Linked DNA regions of Pan troglodytes: regions 1 and 2 are each linked to region 3. A link is a contact called in public HiChIP or PLAC-seq data. All regions are on one chromosome and are shown on one strand. Each heading gives the region's core, a stretch centred on a gene start, on an enhancer-like site or on the middle of the called end of the contact. The rest is flanking DNA. Distances are from core to core; before and after follow the strand shown. Region 1 holds the start of SLC66A3 (solute carrier family 66 member 3). Region 2 holds the start of C2AH2orf50 (chromosome 2A C2orf50 homolog). Region 3 holds the start of ROCK2 (Rho associated coiled-coil containing protein kinase 2).

What was found. HiChIP or PLAC-seq counts read pairs in DNA pulled down with a chosen protein or histone mark.
Region 1: an H3K4me3 HiChIP or PLAC-seq map of stem cell-derived excitatory neurons shows a contact between it and region 3, with 2.5 times the contacts expected there. The contact joins the promoter of SLC66A3 here to the promoter of ROCK2 in region 3. A contact is called at or near these places in 1 of 7 Hi-C or Micro-C datasets (stem cell-derived neural progenitor cells) and 1 of 1 datasets of contacts at active chromatin or transcription factors (stem cell-derived excitatory neurons).
Region 2: a contact with region 3 is called in an H3K4me3 HiChIP or PLAC-seq map of stem cell-derived excitatory neurons, with 4 times the contacts expected there. The contact joins the promoter of C2AH2orf50 here to the promoter of ROCK2 in region 3. A contact is called at or near these places in 1 of 7 Hi-C or Micro-C datasets (stem cell-derived neural progenitor cells) and 1 of 1 datasets of contacts at active chromatin or transcription factors (stem cell-derived excitatory neurons).

Annotation. Positions count from the first base shown.
Region 1 is chr12:111,719,308-111,723,889 of NHGRI_mPanTro3-v2.0_pri, forward strand. SLC66A3 (solute carrier family 66 member 3) reads right to left here and starts at 1,956. Exons shown (of 6, transcript XM_009442004.4): 1 at 1,650-1,956. The coding sequence starts at 1,792.
Region 2 is chr12:111,741,466-111,745,883 of NHGRI_mPanTro3-v2.0_pri, forward strand. C2AH2orf50 (chromosome 2A C2orf50 homolog) reads right to left here and starts at 2,330. Exons shown (of 4, transcript XM_016947175.4): 1 at 971-2,330. The coding sequence starts at 1,227. It also overlaps the pseudogene LOC129143205.
Region 3 is chr12:111,529,237-111,533,911 of NHGRI_mPanTro3-v2.0_pri, forward strand. It overlaps ROCK2 (Rho associated coiled-coil containing protein kinase 2), which reads left to right and starts at 2,096. Exons shown (of 33, transcript XM_063789312.1): 1 at 2,096-2,270.

The DNA.
Region 1 (4,582 bases), core at 706-3,205, 190 kb after region 3:
TTACCTGCACGTGATCAACTGCAAGACCCTTAGACAGGCCAGCAGGGATGGCAGCAAGCTGCTGCCCCACCCAACCCTTGAGCTCCCATGCCCAGGAAGATCCTTCCACTGCCAGAGGTCTAGCTTTCACTAAGGTGAGCTGGGAGAGGTGACAGCTGGCAGATCTAATAGGAGCCCTCACCTGCGTATCTCTGAGGGTTTGCATTTTTCAAGCAATGCTGCAAAAGTGGTGGAAATGCAGGCCTAGGGGCTGGTGGCAGGAGGGAATCTATAGACTCTACAGACAGCCTGGCTTCTTTTCTTTCATGGGTCCAGCTTCAGCTTCCCCAGCTCAGGGACCTAGCAAGGGGCCGAGGCCAAATCCCACTCCTGGCTTTCATGCCCTTGTCCCCTCTCCCACCTGAACAGTCACCGCAGCCACTTCCAGCCTGTGTCCTTTGCCACAACCTCATCGCTCCAGCCTCTCTGCTCCCAGCCTGGTGGTGGCACCAACCTGAAACGCATGCTGCCCACCTCCCCTGGGTGCCTCTCAACCCTGCCATCCAGCCTGGGACCCCCCCCTCCCCACCCCGCAGGGTAGAGTCACTCACAAGCCTGGAAGAGGTCACAGTCCCTCCCACTGCAAGCCTTTCCCAAAAATTTCCCCTCAAAGCCCCCCATTGGATGACTGTGCCCAGGGCCGGGCTCCATAGGGCCGGCGCGGGGTCCAAAGCCTGAGTGGGACTCCTCACCCTCCCACACCTGAGGTCTCCTCTTTCTCCCCCGCACCCCTTGGCTTCTTCCCATCCTGTATGCCGCGCCCCCCACCCCGCCCACCAGGAAGGCTTGTGTGGAGAACCAGGCTTCAGACCCCACTGGGTGATGGCGGGGGGCAAAGTGGAAGGCCTGGCCAGGGGGAAGGGGCGAGACCACTAGGTTGAGGTATGTGTTTTCCTATTGTTGGGGCTCAAAAATGATACCCCAAAAGTTTGGCGCTCTGGCATGATGAATACTTTGAATAGGAAAGCCTTAGAAGCTGCCTCAGAATCAAGGACTTAACGACCTCTCCGTCACCCCTTCCCAACTGCAGAGACTCTCCAACTTCCTTACAGATGACTAAGGAAACTTCTTTCTACAAGAAATGCAATTGTCTTAAGACCCTCTCCCAAGGAATCTCGTTAAATAACCAGGAAAGATTCCCCACCAATCACCGGGAGAAGAGAAGAGATTCATACATTCTTAGTTCAACCCCTTATTTCACAGGTGAGGAAACCGAGGCCCGAGAACGAGGTTGACGGTGCGTGGTGAGTTTAGGGACAATGAATATGACAGCCTCGAGGTGCAAATGGCCTTGCTCAGGGCCAGCAGGTTTTGTCACTAGCGCACCAAGGGCTGCCTCCCCTGGGTCTGTTTTCTCATCTGTAAAATGGGCGTGCGCAGTCAATTCGTGCCACGCGGGGCTTGGTGAGAAACAATGTACGCGGGTGGCGGGTGGCCGTGGGAAGAGCACCCCGAGCCCCTAGGCTCCCTAGTTCACCCTCGGCCGCCCAGCTGCGACGCCGGCGCGCGGGGATCATCCCCGCCCTACTTCGAGCCGAGGCTCTCCTGGGCTCCCAGCGGGCAGCAGCTGCGAGGGGGCAGGAGGCAGCCCCGGCCGCCCCGGGCCTTACCCTGCCAGCTCCAGAAGTAAACTCGGAAGGCTGAGGCCCCGCGCGCTGCGCGCCGCTAGCACAGCGGAGATCTGCGGCAGCTTCAGCGCGGCGCACACACCCAGCGTGCTCCAGTTACACAGCCCCAGAAGCGCCGCCTCCATAGCGCCACGGGCGCGGGCACCTGGGCGGCCGCAGCGAGAAGGGACCGCTCAGCCTCGGCGGCGCAGCTCTGCCGAAGCCTTCCGCCTTCCCGGGATCCGCCTTCCCGGGATCCGCCTGGGACCGCCCGGCCAGGGCCCGCCCCTCCCCGCGCCGCCAGGCCCCGGGCCCGCCTCGCTCCGCCCCTCCCCTGGACGCACCCCGCCCCCGGGCCCGCCCCGCCCCTCCCGCCCGGGCCCGCCCCCGCCCCGCCCCCTGGCCAGTCTCATCTCGCCCCGCCCACGGGCCCGCCTCCCCCCGGCCCGCCTGGGCTCGCTCAGTCCTCGGACCAGCCTCATCTCGCCCCGCCCCCAGATTCGCCCCCTCCCGGTCGGCCTCACCTAGCCCAATCCCGTGGCCAACCTCGCCTCGCCCCTCCCTTCCTAGCCCCGCCCCCGGGCGACAGTCCCACCCTGGCCTGCGGGCTCCACCAGCAGCTGCTTCGCATTTCCGCGTTCTTGCGACCCGATAGTTTAGCCGCCGCCGGGAGCCGCCCTGGAGGTCCGGCTTTTCCACGGGTTGGGTGGACCGAGAGGCAAATGGCCCCGGGGGATGGGCCATTCTGCCGGGATTTTTCCCTCCCTGCAAGTGTTTTAGTTTCTCTCACTAAGCATTTCAGGAGTTAAAGCCTCCTGCTTAAGGGCTGAGTGCACTCTCCCGATTTACAGGTGGGGAACCAGCTGGAGAGACTCTCTGGAACCAGAGCCCCGGGGTCGCCTCATTCGTGCCCTTTGAGAGCACGCGGCCTGTCTCCAGCCTGGGACTGAAGGCTTCCCTCCCAGCGGCGTGGGCCCTGAGGGGCCACCGGAAGCCTTGAACTTGAGCACTTCACAGTGAAACTGTTTCTTAAGGATTTCTCCTGATAAAGTAACTTGGACGTGGCCGTCTAAGCCACAAACTGAGGGAAAGGGAAGGACGCATTTTCCAACCTCAAAATCGCCTGTGTATTAGGGCCTGGTTATGAAGCAGGCAAAAAAGCACCAAAATGCAATGCCAGAATCCACGATCCCTGGTTTTGTGCCATAAATCTCAGCCGGGAAGTGTGAGGGACGGGAGCTGGGTCAGCTTCGGAGTTCGGAATTCTGGCCGAGGCTCTTTCTCTCCAGCCTCACCGGCCCATCACCTCCGCCTATGGAAAAAAAAAAAAAAAAACAGGTGCTGAGTCCTGCCTCCCAAGTCTAAATGAGAAAAGGATGTTCAGAAGGGAACCCTTAAAGGAAACGGCTTGGACCTGCCCTGGCTAGATCGATACTGATCATTATTGCCCCCGCGAAGCGGGAAGATTGCTTGAGGCCAGGAGTTCAAGACCAGCCTGAGCAACATAGGGAAACCCCCGCCTCTACTAAAAATACAAAAATTAGCCGAGCGTGGTGGCGCGTGCCTGTGGTCCCAGCTACTTGGGAGGCCGAGACAGGAGGATGGCTTAAACCCAGGAGGCGGAGGTTGCAGTGAGTTGAGATCGCGCCACTTCACTCTAGCCTGGGAGACAGAGCAAGACCCTGTCTCAAAAATAAATAATATATATATAAATTTTTTGAAGAAGAAAATAGAGAAGAGCTTTTTTTTTTTTTTTTTTTTTGAGACGGAGTTTCACTCTTGTCGCCCAGGCTGGAGTGCAGTGGCACGATCTCTGCTCACTGCAACCTCCGCCTCCGGGGTTCAAGTGATTCTCCTGCCTCTGCCTCCCAAGTAGCTGGAATTACAGGCATGTGCCACCACTCCCGGCTAATTTTTGTATTGTTAGTAGAGACAGGGTTTCGAACTCCTGACCTCAGGTGATCCACCCGCCTTGGCCTCCCAAAGTGCTGGGATTACAGGCATGAGCCACCGCGCCCAGCGTAAAGAGCTTTTTAACAAGCATCAGCAGCAATGACTATAGGAACATCTAGAACCTGTTGAGTGCCTCCTGCGTGCCAGGTGTTTTACTTTAATCATGCCATGTGGTAGGTCCCTTGATGCAAGGAGGTGGTCCTGGTTGGAAGTGCCTGGTTCCCGCCACATGACAGTGGAATCCCCCTCCCTCCTCTTCCCCTTCTGCCCCAGCCTTTATTCCAGGGGTTGGCCAGGATCTGGGCCCCCAGGACTAGCCTTAGGAGGGAACTGCTCCCACCTGGGGTCAGCCTGCGCTAGCACTTGGGGATGCAGGCAGCATGAGGGGCCTTTGAGAGGTATGAGTGCTCCCAGGACCACGCAGGGAGTGGCCTCCTGCATTGTGGAACAAATGCTGCTCCTGGCCCAGGACACTGCAGCCGCCTCCTCTAGGGGTCAGCTGGGTGAGGCAGGGCTGTGGAAGAGGTTTCTTCCTGGCTCCTAGACCCCTCCCTGGCTACTTTGCATGAAGACCAGGATGCAGTGATGTGGGTGTGTGGCCCTTTGGGGTTAGGCAGACCTCAGCTGTCCTCCTAGCATTGGCCCCTACAGACTGCATGATCTTGGACAGACCTTAACTTCCCTGTTCCTCAGCGTCATTTTTAAAAGGGGAGAACCATCCCCCTCAGAAGGTTATTGAGAGGCACAGAATAGGTGCTCAACGTATATGGTCATTCCCCACCAGGTGCAAACTAGCAAAACCTTTTTGGGATTTGTGGGCACTGGCTTTGCTCCTGAAGCTGTGTGGGGATGGGGGCGGACCTAGGTTGGAGCCAGGTTTGGGCCATGCAGGAAGGCGTTTGGGTCTCAGCCCCCATGCCCAGCGGGACATCTCAAGAGCATGCCAGCTCTTCTGCTTGGAGGATGGCCTCAAAACAGCTGAT
Region 2 (4,418 bases), core at 1,080-3,579, 210 kb after region 3:
CTTCTATGAGGCACTGAAAATAGACTCCTGGAAGCAAAGACTAGAATGGTGGGTGCCAGAGGCTGGGAGGAGGGGGAATGGGGCGTTGCTAATCAACGGGTATGAAGTTTCAGTGGTGCAAGATGAATGCATCCTAGAATCTATCAGGCTGCTCACTTAAAAATGTAATTGAGATCATGCCATGTTCCCGCTTAAAATCCTGGATGGTGTCTCCTTTGGAAAAAATGCATCCAGACTTTCATAAGGGCTGGGGTGGCCCCCGCTGCTCCCCCTCATCCTGTGGCCTTCCTCACTCCCTGTGCCTCAGCTACACCAATTCTTTGTTTTGTTTTTTAGATACATCAAACTCTTGGCTCCTTCTCCTATTTCATGTCTCAGCTTAAATGTCTCCTCCTCAGAGAGGCCTTCGGCCGGCTCTGCCCCCGACCCTGAACTGTTTCCTTCTTACCGCTGGTCACACTTCATACAGATTTGTACTTTTTTGCTTCTCTGCTTGCTTTTTGGCTGCCCTGTCCTGAGTATGAAGGCTCGGTGGAGCCATGGCCAGGTCTGTCTAGTCCCTTGTTGCAGTCTGGTCTCGTTTCAGAGCGGCTCATGGGTATTTTTGGTTGAATGAATGCATGAAGGAGCATCCTTTCCCCGAGTCAGGTCAGACGGCCAGCTCCTCTCACCCAGACTAGGCCAGCAGGCTCCAGCTCAAGGGATTACCGGCCGCGTTGCAGTCGGAATGAACGAGGTGGGGCTGCTCTGACCCAGCGGCATCTGGTCCTGGCTTCCATCTTCCTCGCTTCTTAGGCTCAGGCTCGGGTCTGGCTCTGGGCTGGGCTGGTGACCCACCTTCCCCCGGGCATGCCATGCCCTCTGTCCCTCAGCCGGATCATTTGCTCTCCCATCTCCCTTTCTCCAAAACCTTCCCCAACTTGTAGTCAGGCTGCGGAGTCAGGGTGGAAAAGGGAGGGCAGGGACTCACCAGCGCTGCTGGCCCCGCCGCTCGGCCTCCAGGAGCTCCCGCCACAGCTGGTCCTGCTGCACGCCATCGCAGGCAGCTCCCTGAGCCACCCGCTGCGCCTTCAGAGCCTGGGGGGCCTGGCAGCCACCAGCAAGACCCCTGCTGGCCATAGGGCCACCCCGGGCAGCTGGGGAGACCGAGGCTGGCGGCCTGGTGGGGGGCAATCGGTACCCAGCTGATGTGGTTCTCTGGAGCCCAGGGGTGGGGTGGCTCCCCATGGGTGCAAGTGTGTGTGTGCTTGTGTCAGAGAGCAAGAGAGAGAGACCTGTGCCTGAGCTCAGCTCAAACCTCCTCCTGGAACACTCTGTCCCTCCTAACCCCGGGAGAGCCTGGGCAGGGTCCTCCTCACTGTCCCTTTAGGCCTCGAGCTCAGAGTGGCGGATGGGGACAGGGCTCTCCGGGCTGGGGAGAGCATTTGAGCCCAGTTTCGTTTTGAACTCCCGCCTGTGTTGACTGTTGTCCTGGAAACGGACAGCTCCTAGGAAAGGGGCGGGCCCCGTGTGTGTGTGTGTGTGTGTGTGTGTGTGTGTGTGTGTGTGTGTGATCTGAGCCCTAGGGCTGGGGGGCAGAGAGTTCCTGACTAGATGCCACGCCCAGTTCAGCAGCCCCCTACCCCAAGGCCGGAGTCCTCCGCACAGGGTGGGGGAGTGGGAGGGAGCAAAGCTGGGGCTCCTGGGGGCCACCCCCACCATTATTGCACTTGCTTCCGGCAGCCCGTCAGGCCGTGGGGCGATGTTAGTCCTGTGCTGCCCCCTCGTGGATGCTGCGAGGCTCGCAAGAGATGGTGGCCCTGAAGGCGCTTTGGGAATTGTGGATCAGGCATCAGTGTGAAGCTTCCTGCTTGTTTGGGAACGATGGCGGAGGTCATGAGCTTATGTTGGGCGAGGGAAAATGAGTGCAATGCACTAGGAACATCCACTCTGTCTGCAAACCCAGAGCGTTCACACAGCACTCTGCTTTATCTGAGACCTCCCAGCCATGCCTTTCCAACGCCATTCTACAGATGAGGAAACTGAGGCCCTTACCGGCAAGATTAGGTGACCGCCCACGGTCACACAGTCAGTCACCAGCTGAAAGGAACAGTGAGAATCTGAGGGCTTATGGTCCGAGCCCTCAGCCCTGTTTCTGCTCTAACTGGGTGCAACCAGGCTCCCTCCGTGGCAGCCTCTCCTGGTCTGGCTCAGCTGAGCTCCATGGACGCCCGCTGCTCTCATCACTTCTGCCTCCTGCACTCTCTGCTTCCGGTTCTCTGGGTTTCGTGCTGTTCCGGTAGGTGCTGGCAGATTCACAGTTCCTTCCACGCAGCTTCTCTGTGGGTCCATTCAGCTGGCCCGCTGCTTCCTATCTTTGTACGGGAAGAGCTAAGTGCATACAAAGCCCTGATGAATAGAGGCCTGCGCAGAGTGCCTGGGGTGCAAGGCAGCAGGGCAGCCAGTGAACCACTGAGTTCGCACTGTGGCCAGTCCTGTGTGCCCCTGCTGGATTCTACTTCTATGAGGGAGGCAGCAAGGAGTTGGGACTTCACAGGTGAAAGGACTTGCCAGGTAGAAAAACTGGGGTGACCACAAAAGCTTGGATGCAAGAGAGAGCCTGGTATTTTGGGAGATGTGGGGGAGGAGACAAGGACGGGGGTGGCAGGGCACATGGGGGCAGGCCCCGGAGTATTTTCCACGGTATCCTGCACCCAGTGGGGAGATACCGATGGGCTGTGAGCCCCAAGGGAGCTGCAGGGAACAGAACCATCAGGACAGGGGCAAAAAACAGGTGAGGTCGCCATTGCCATGGCGTGGTGTGGGTGAGCAGTGGCAACGAAGCCCCTACTGGGCTCGGGCGGAGGGCTGGCATGGAGAAGACAGGGCTGAGAGCCAGGTCAGAAAGAGCTGCCAGCTTCGTCTTCCCACACTTGCATGAGGACGGAGCTGAGGGATGGGGCCTTTTGGAAAAACATTAGTCTAAAATCAGAGCTGCAGGCCTGGGACTCTGTCTCTCCTCTGTTCCTCCCCTCGGAGCTGGGATGACACAGGGTGGCATCTAGTGACTTAAATTTTCCTGGTAAAGATGAGCACAGCAGGAGTGCGGCGGGGTGGGCCGCTGTGAGCTAGGACCCTGGGTCAGGCTTTTCTGAGTGCTGTTTTCGTGGAGGTGTCTGTGCTCCCTGCACTGGGACGACAGGTTCCTGCCATGCCCAAGGAACAGTGGTTCTGGCTTCCCTGAACCCCCAGAAGGCATCCCGTGAGTGTCTTTAGAGAGGACGGTGTGTCCTGGAGGGTCCTTGCTGTGTGTCCTGGGAGGCTTTGTCAGGCTGACCGCAGGCTGTGGCGCTGAGCAGCTGGGAACAGCCATGCAGTTTGCTCAGATACCTCCAGCCCTGGCCACAGGCTCCAGACACAGGGACCAGGGCAAAAAAGGCCAGCAAGGGCATCTGTGACAAACCATCACAACTGATTGAGTTCCTGATGTATGTAGAGGCTGAATAGTTCAACGGATTTTTTTTTTTTTGAGACGGAGTCTCACTCTGTTGCTGGGGCTGGAGTGCAGTGGTATGATCTTGGCTCACTGCAACCTCTGCCTCCCAGGTTCAAGCGATTCTCCTGCCTCAGCTTCCCGAGTAGCTGGAAATACAGGTGTGCACCGCCACACCCAGCTAATTTCTTTTGTATTTTTAGTAGAGACAGGGTCTCACCATGTTGGCCAGGCTGATCTCGAACTCCTGACCTCAGTTGATCCACCTGCCTTGGCTTCCTAAAGCGCTGGGATCACAGGTGTGAGCCACCGCGCCCGGCTGGAGGTTGGTTTTTAAAAATTAAAATTTAATTTAAAAACCATTTCAGACCGAGAGTTGATAGAGGGCTGGACTGATGTGTGACAAAGCAAATACAATACAACGTAACTGCAGAATCTAGGTGGTGGGCGTATGGGTGGACATATGTTGGGTGTCTGCCCTACCATTCTTTCAACTTTTCTGTATGTCCGAAAAATTTCAAAATAAAATGTTGAGGGGGAAAAAAAAACTCACCTGCCAGTCCAGGTCAGTCACTGCCAGTCTCTTTTTACATGTCCTTCTGCCTGGAAAAACATCCAAATTCACTCTGGGTGAGCCTCACTGCGCCCCAGCCTGGGAGGACCAACCCCGCCCTGCCCCTCCCGCCAGCTCTGAGGCTGGCCTCACCTGGGGATCAGGACACCGGGTTCCAGTCCCTGCTCTGCCAGTGACTTGCTCTGTGCCCTTGAGCGAGGGCTCAGGGCACACCCCACATTTTGTGGTCTAACTTTATCTGAGACTTTCCAGGGGAGCACAAGAATCCCTGCGTTTGGGAGGTTGCTGGAGTTGTCTTTTATTGGGTTTTCCTCACCCCAAAAGGCGTAGCAAGTTTAGGGCCTTCAGCTGGGCGAGGCAGAACGTTCCAGC
Region 3 (4,675 bases), core at 846-3,345:
CTCTCGTGCCACTGCACTCCAGCCTGAAGGACAGAATGCAAACCTGCCTCCAATAAATAAATAAATAACAGGTTGGCAGCATCTGTATTTACAGTATGCCTACCCTTTGTTATGACAATTCCACTTTTAGTAATCTATACTATTCAAATATGAGGATACAAGGATGTCAATGGATCATTTTAACAGTGAGAAAATATTAATAATATCTAGCATTGATTGAGGGCCAGCACATTTCTAAGCACTTTATAACAAATATTGTGAGGACCCCGAGACACAGAGGAGTTAGGTAACTTGCTCAGGGTCACATGGCAAGTGTGTGTTTGGGGCAGGATTTTGGCAATTGTTTCTTAACCACTATGCTCTCGAATAGAGAATAATTACAGTGTGGCACATCCAAACTGAGGAGTAGAGGACAGCAGGTAAGCGGAATGAAGCAGATCTCTGCCTATAGACATGGACACGCCTCTAGGACATATTAGTAATGGAGGGAAAAAACCAAGTTGCCAAACACCATGATATGGTATAATTTCATGTCTGTGGGGAAAAGGTAACATGTATCTATAATACATATGTATGAGAATGGCCAAAGGCCTTGAGTGATATAAGAATGTATGTGGAAATATAGTCAGAACAGTAAATTTTAGATTACGTTCCATATATTTCTGGTTCGTTTGAACTTTTACAAGAATGCATTTGTGCATTACTTTTGAAAACAAGAATTGTTGTACTAACCTCCTCCTTACCCCATCCTGCAAAAAGGTTTAACTCATATCAACAGATTCATTTTCTCTTCTTCCAGGTAGACAATGGGATAGGTCTTGGGTAAAAATCTTCTGTACTATGGCTTTTTCTGGTCTATATAAATAAGTATATGTAGAAGATGCCCAGGATATATATCTTGTTGATCACTACTCTTAAAATAAGGTTTTCATGTTCGGTATTTGGACCATGGCTTCCTGTTATTCCACCAAGCTACATACAAATATACAACCAGTCAAAATTAATTTGGAAACTGAGAACCACAGTGTTTTGTTTTGTTTTTTTTTGAGACAATCTCACTCTGTTGCCCAGGCTGGAGTGCAGCGGTGTGATCACAGCTCACTGCAGGCTTGGCCTCCTGGGCTCAATGGAGGAGGCCTCCAACTCAGCCTCAGGGGGAGCTGGGACTACAGGCACAGGCCACCACGCCCCGCTAGACAGAGTGCTCCTTTTGCCTTGCATATTATTTTGTCATCAGAAAAATAATCCATAATCATAGATTATCTCATTATTTTGCTCCAATGCATAAGTGGGAGTGTCTAGCTCCCTCTGTTCTCCTGGTGGCCTCTGTGGAGGTCTGAATGAGTAGCTCAATACACAGACTTAAAGGACTCTCTGGATGTGAAGTCAGTGTTACTATCTGAAAGGGAAAAGCTGCATTGGATGGATCATCGGGGCCTCTTCCTGCATGAGTCCAGCTAGGGGTGGTTTTAACTAACCTAAAACCAAAGAAGAGGCTCCAACTAATCCAATGGTTTGGATCAAAATGCAACTTTTACAGGGCTGGGGCTTCACCCTATCTTCGGGTTTATCTCTGACATGCCAGGGAGACAGTTCTTAACATTCTTATTACTTAATGGATATCAGATTGTTGCTTTTCGGAGTGGTTTTTCCATTTTTTGAAATTTAATTTGTTCTTAAGCATCTTTACAGAAAAAAATCCCATTTATTTAAGAAGTACTGTATTCTCTGGTTCTTATAGCTGCTCATTTTACATAGTTTTAGTGTGTACAAACGATTTTTTTTGTTTCATTTATTTCTAATATACCTTCTCATGTACTTGCCAAAATTTCATGTTTGACACTGTCTGCATACCTGCCAGGATTCTTGCTGTTAATGTGAAGGCGCCTGTTTGGGTTACTCAGTTGTTGGACAACTGGGCCCATTCCCAGGTTTTGGTCATCACGAACATTGTGAATAGCCCTGCTGTTAACATCTTTCTGCAAGTTCTCCCCCTTCTTCGCCCTTTGGATCATTTCCTTGGAAATGTACTTCCTTAAATGGGTTTACTGGGTCAAAGGGGCTCTATGAACGGTTTTATAGCTCTTGGCACATAATTTTCGGATTGCGCCCTGGGCGGATCTAAGCGATGGCACCGGCCGCCGAGAGGGCAGGAATGCGGCGGAACGGCCCCGATAACCACCCCCCTTCCGCCCCCCAAAAGGAGAAGACCCCGCGAAGGCCTGCGGCTGGAAAGCCTTTTTCCGGTGCTCTCTCGTTCTCTTGACGTGGTTAGTGTCTACGCCGGGCAGAAACGCTTTCAGGATCCCAGGCCCTCCTGCCCCAGGACTAGGATTCCAGCCGCCTCCGCTAATTCGGAATCCCAGACACCCAGGGCCCCCTCTCAGGCTCGCCTCGAAACCCCCGGCCCTGCGGCCCCTCGCGGGCGCCGAGCTCGGTCGCTATTATTTGGGCGCGGGTGAGGCGAGGCCCGCATAGCTGCGCGCTGAGTCAGCGGGGGCCGCGGCGGGGGGCGCGGCCGGGCTCCCCCCCAGCGCACGGTGCGCTGGGCCCGGAGTCTGGGGTTCCGCCTCGTGGCCGCGGGGTAGTCCGCGGGGTCCGGCGGGAGGGGCAGGGGGCGCGCGGAAGGACCCGGCCCGGGTGCGTCTCCCCTCCCCCAGCAGGAGCTCGGCCGTGACCGCGCGCCCGGCCATTCGCCTCAGAGAACCTCGCCAAGGGGAGGAGGCGAGGGCGGGCGAGGAAGGGGCGCAGAGGAGAAAGCGGAGCGGGACAGACGCAGGAAGGGAAAGAAAGGGAGGAAGCGCGGTGCGCGGGGCGGGGCGGGGCGGAGCGGAGCGCGCGCAGGGCCGGCGGGGACGCGCGCCGGCGGCTGCGGGCGGAGGGGCTTGTGGGTAGCGGCGGCGCGCGGCCGGAGACGGGCGGCCGCGCGGGAGTGTGTGCGCCGGGAGCTGGCTCGGGGACTGCAAGGCGGCCGGCGGCGACCATGGCAGCGGGCCGGCGGCGGCCGTAGTGGCCCAGGCCTGGGCTTCAGCCTCCCGGGGCCCCAGAGGGCGGGGCGGTCCGGGCCGCGGCGGTGGCGGCGCCACTTCCCTGCTCCCGCCCGAGGACTCCTGCGGGCACTCGCTGAGGACCAGCGGACCGGCGGCGCGAATCTGACTGAGGGGCGGGGACGCCGTCTGTTCCCCGCCGCTCCCGGCAGGGCCGGGCCGGGCTGGGCCGGGCGGGCCCCTGGGAGCAGCCCCCAGGCGGGGGACCGCCTTGGAGACCCGAAGCCGGAGCTAGAGGCAGGCGGTGGGCCCGGGTGGAGTCCCGGCCGAAGCTGGTGGTTCGGGGGCGGTGCTAGGCCCCGAGGCTGCCGAACCTGAGCGCGAGGAGCCTGAGTGCGGGTCCAGCGGTGGCGGCATGAGCCGGCCCCCGCCGACGGGGAAAATGCCCGGCGCCCCCGAGACCGCGCCGGGGGACGGGGCAGGCGCGAGCCGCCAGAGGAAGCTGGAGGCGCTGATCCGAGACCCTCGCTCCCCCATCAACGTGGAGAGCTTGCTGGTAGGTGGCCGGGGCCTGGGAGCTTGCTCGTTGCAGCTCACACCTCAGATCCCCTCTCCGCCCAGCCCTCCGTGCCCGTCCGCCCGTGGGGAGGGGGAGGTCTTGCCCCACCCCGCCCTGCTTCCGGCAGCCGGGGCCGGAGACCAAAAGATTCTGTCACCGAGTTCCAAGAGTAGTGACCCGCCTTTGATTCCTCCCTCTACCTCCTGCTGGAGCCGGTGTCATCCCCGGCTGCTCCTTTCTTGCAGCACTGGGAGGAAAACACCCCTCTTCTCCTTCCGCCTGCCCACTCTGGGGAGGTGGGTGGAGGACTGGCCATCCTTCATACACCAGGTTAGCTGATTTGAAAGTGTCATGCTACGTGGGGACTTGGTGCGAGCGAGGGAGAAAGAAACCTGATGCTGTCCCTGTTGCGAGTACTCACTGGGGTACATGACAAAGAGCTGCCTTCACTCTCTCCTTTTAGTCTGAAATCTTGGAACACACAGCTAAAGTTTTGCTGTTTTCACTTGCGTTTGAGCATTCCATACTTGCTATTTAGTGCATTTTAATTGCTGTAAATTTAATTCCCTGAGATTATTGCGCCAGAGCCAAAATATCAGTCTGAATTGTGGAGTGGAATAAATCTCTCCTCTTCATTGCGTCTCTTTCCTATAACGACCTTTGAAATCCAGATTAATAGCACCGTAAAGGCTGCTAATTGGCTCTTGGTTAAGAAAGGAGCATGTTTTACAAAATAGAAATGCACCGTAGAATGCTGGCTTATTTCTTATTTTTGTTAGGATAGATGATTGTATTTCGCAATTTGAGTAGTGTGCAGTGTAGATGCATTTATGGGAAAAGGGGGTGTGGACTTTTACCCTGGGGAGGGGAAGAAAAGTGAAAACGATACTCTGTATATTAAATTGACTCTGGAAGACTAGAACTAGGGTGGGAGATCCTTAGATCCGTTAGACATTCTGTGCTGGAATGCAGATGTTTAGTTCTATTCCCTCCTGGGATAAACCTTACTGTATGATGAGAAAAACTGCCTCCTCCCTTTCCAGGGACGGACGGACTGGCTTTTGGTTAGAGGCGATTGGTTATCCTTTGAGGTTTCAGGCATCGTTTGCAGAGTGACTCAGTCCTGTTT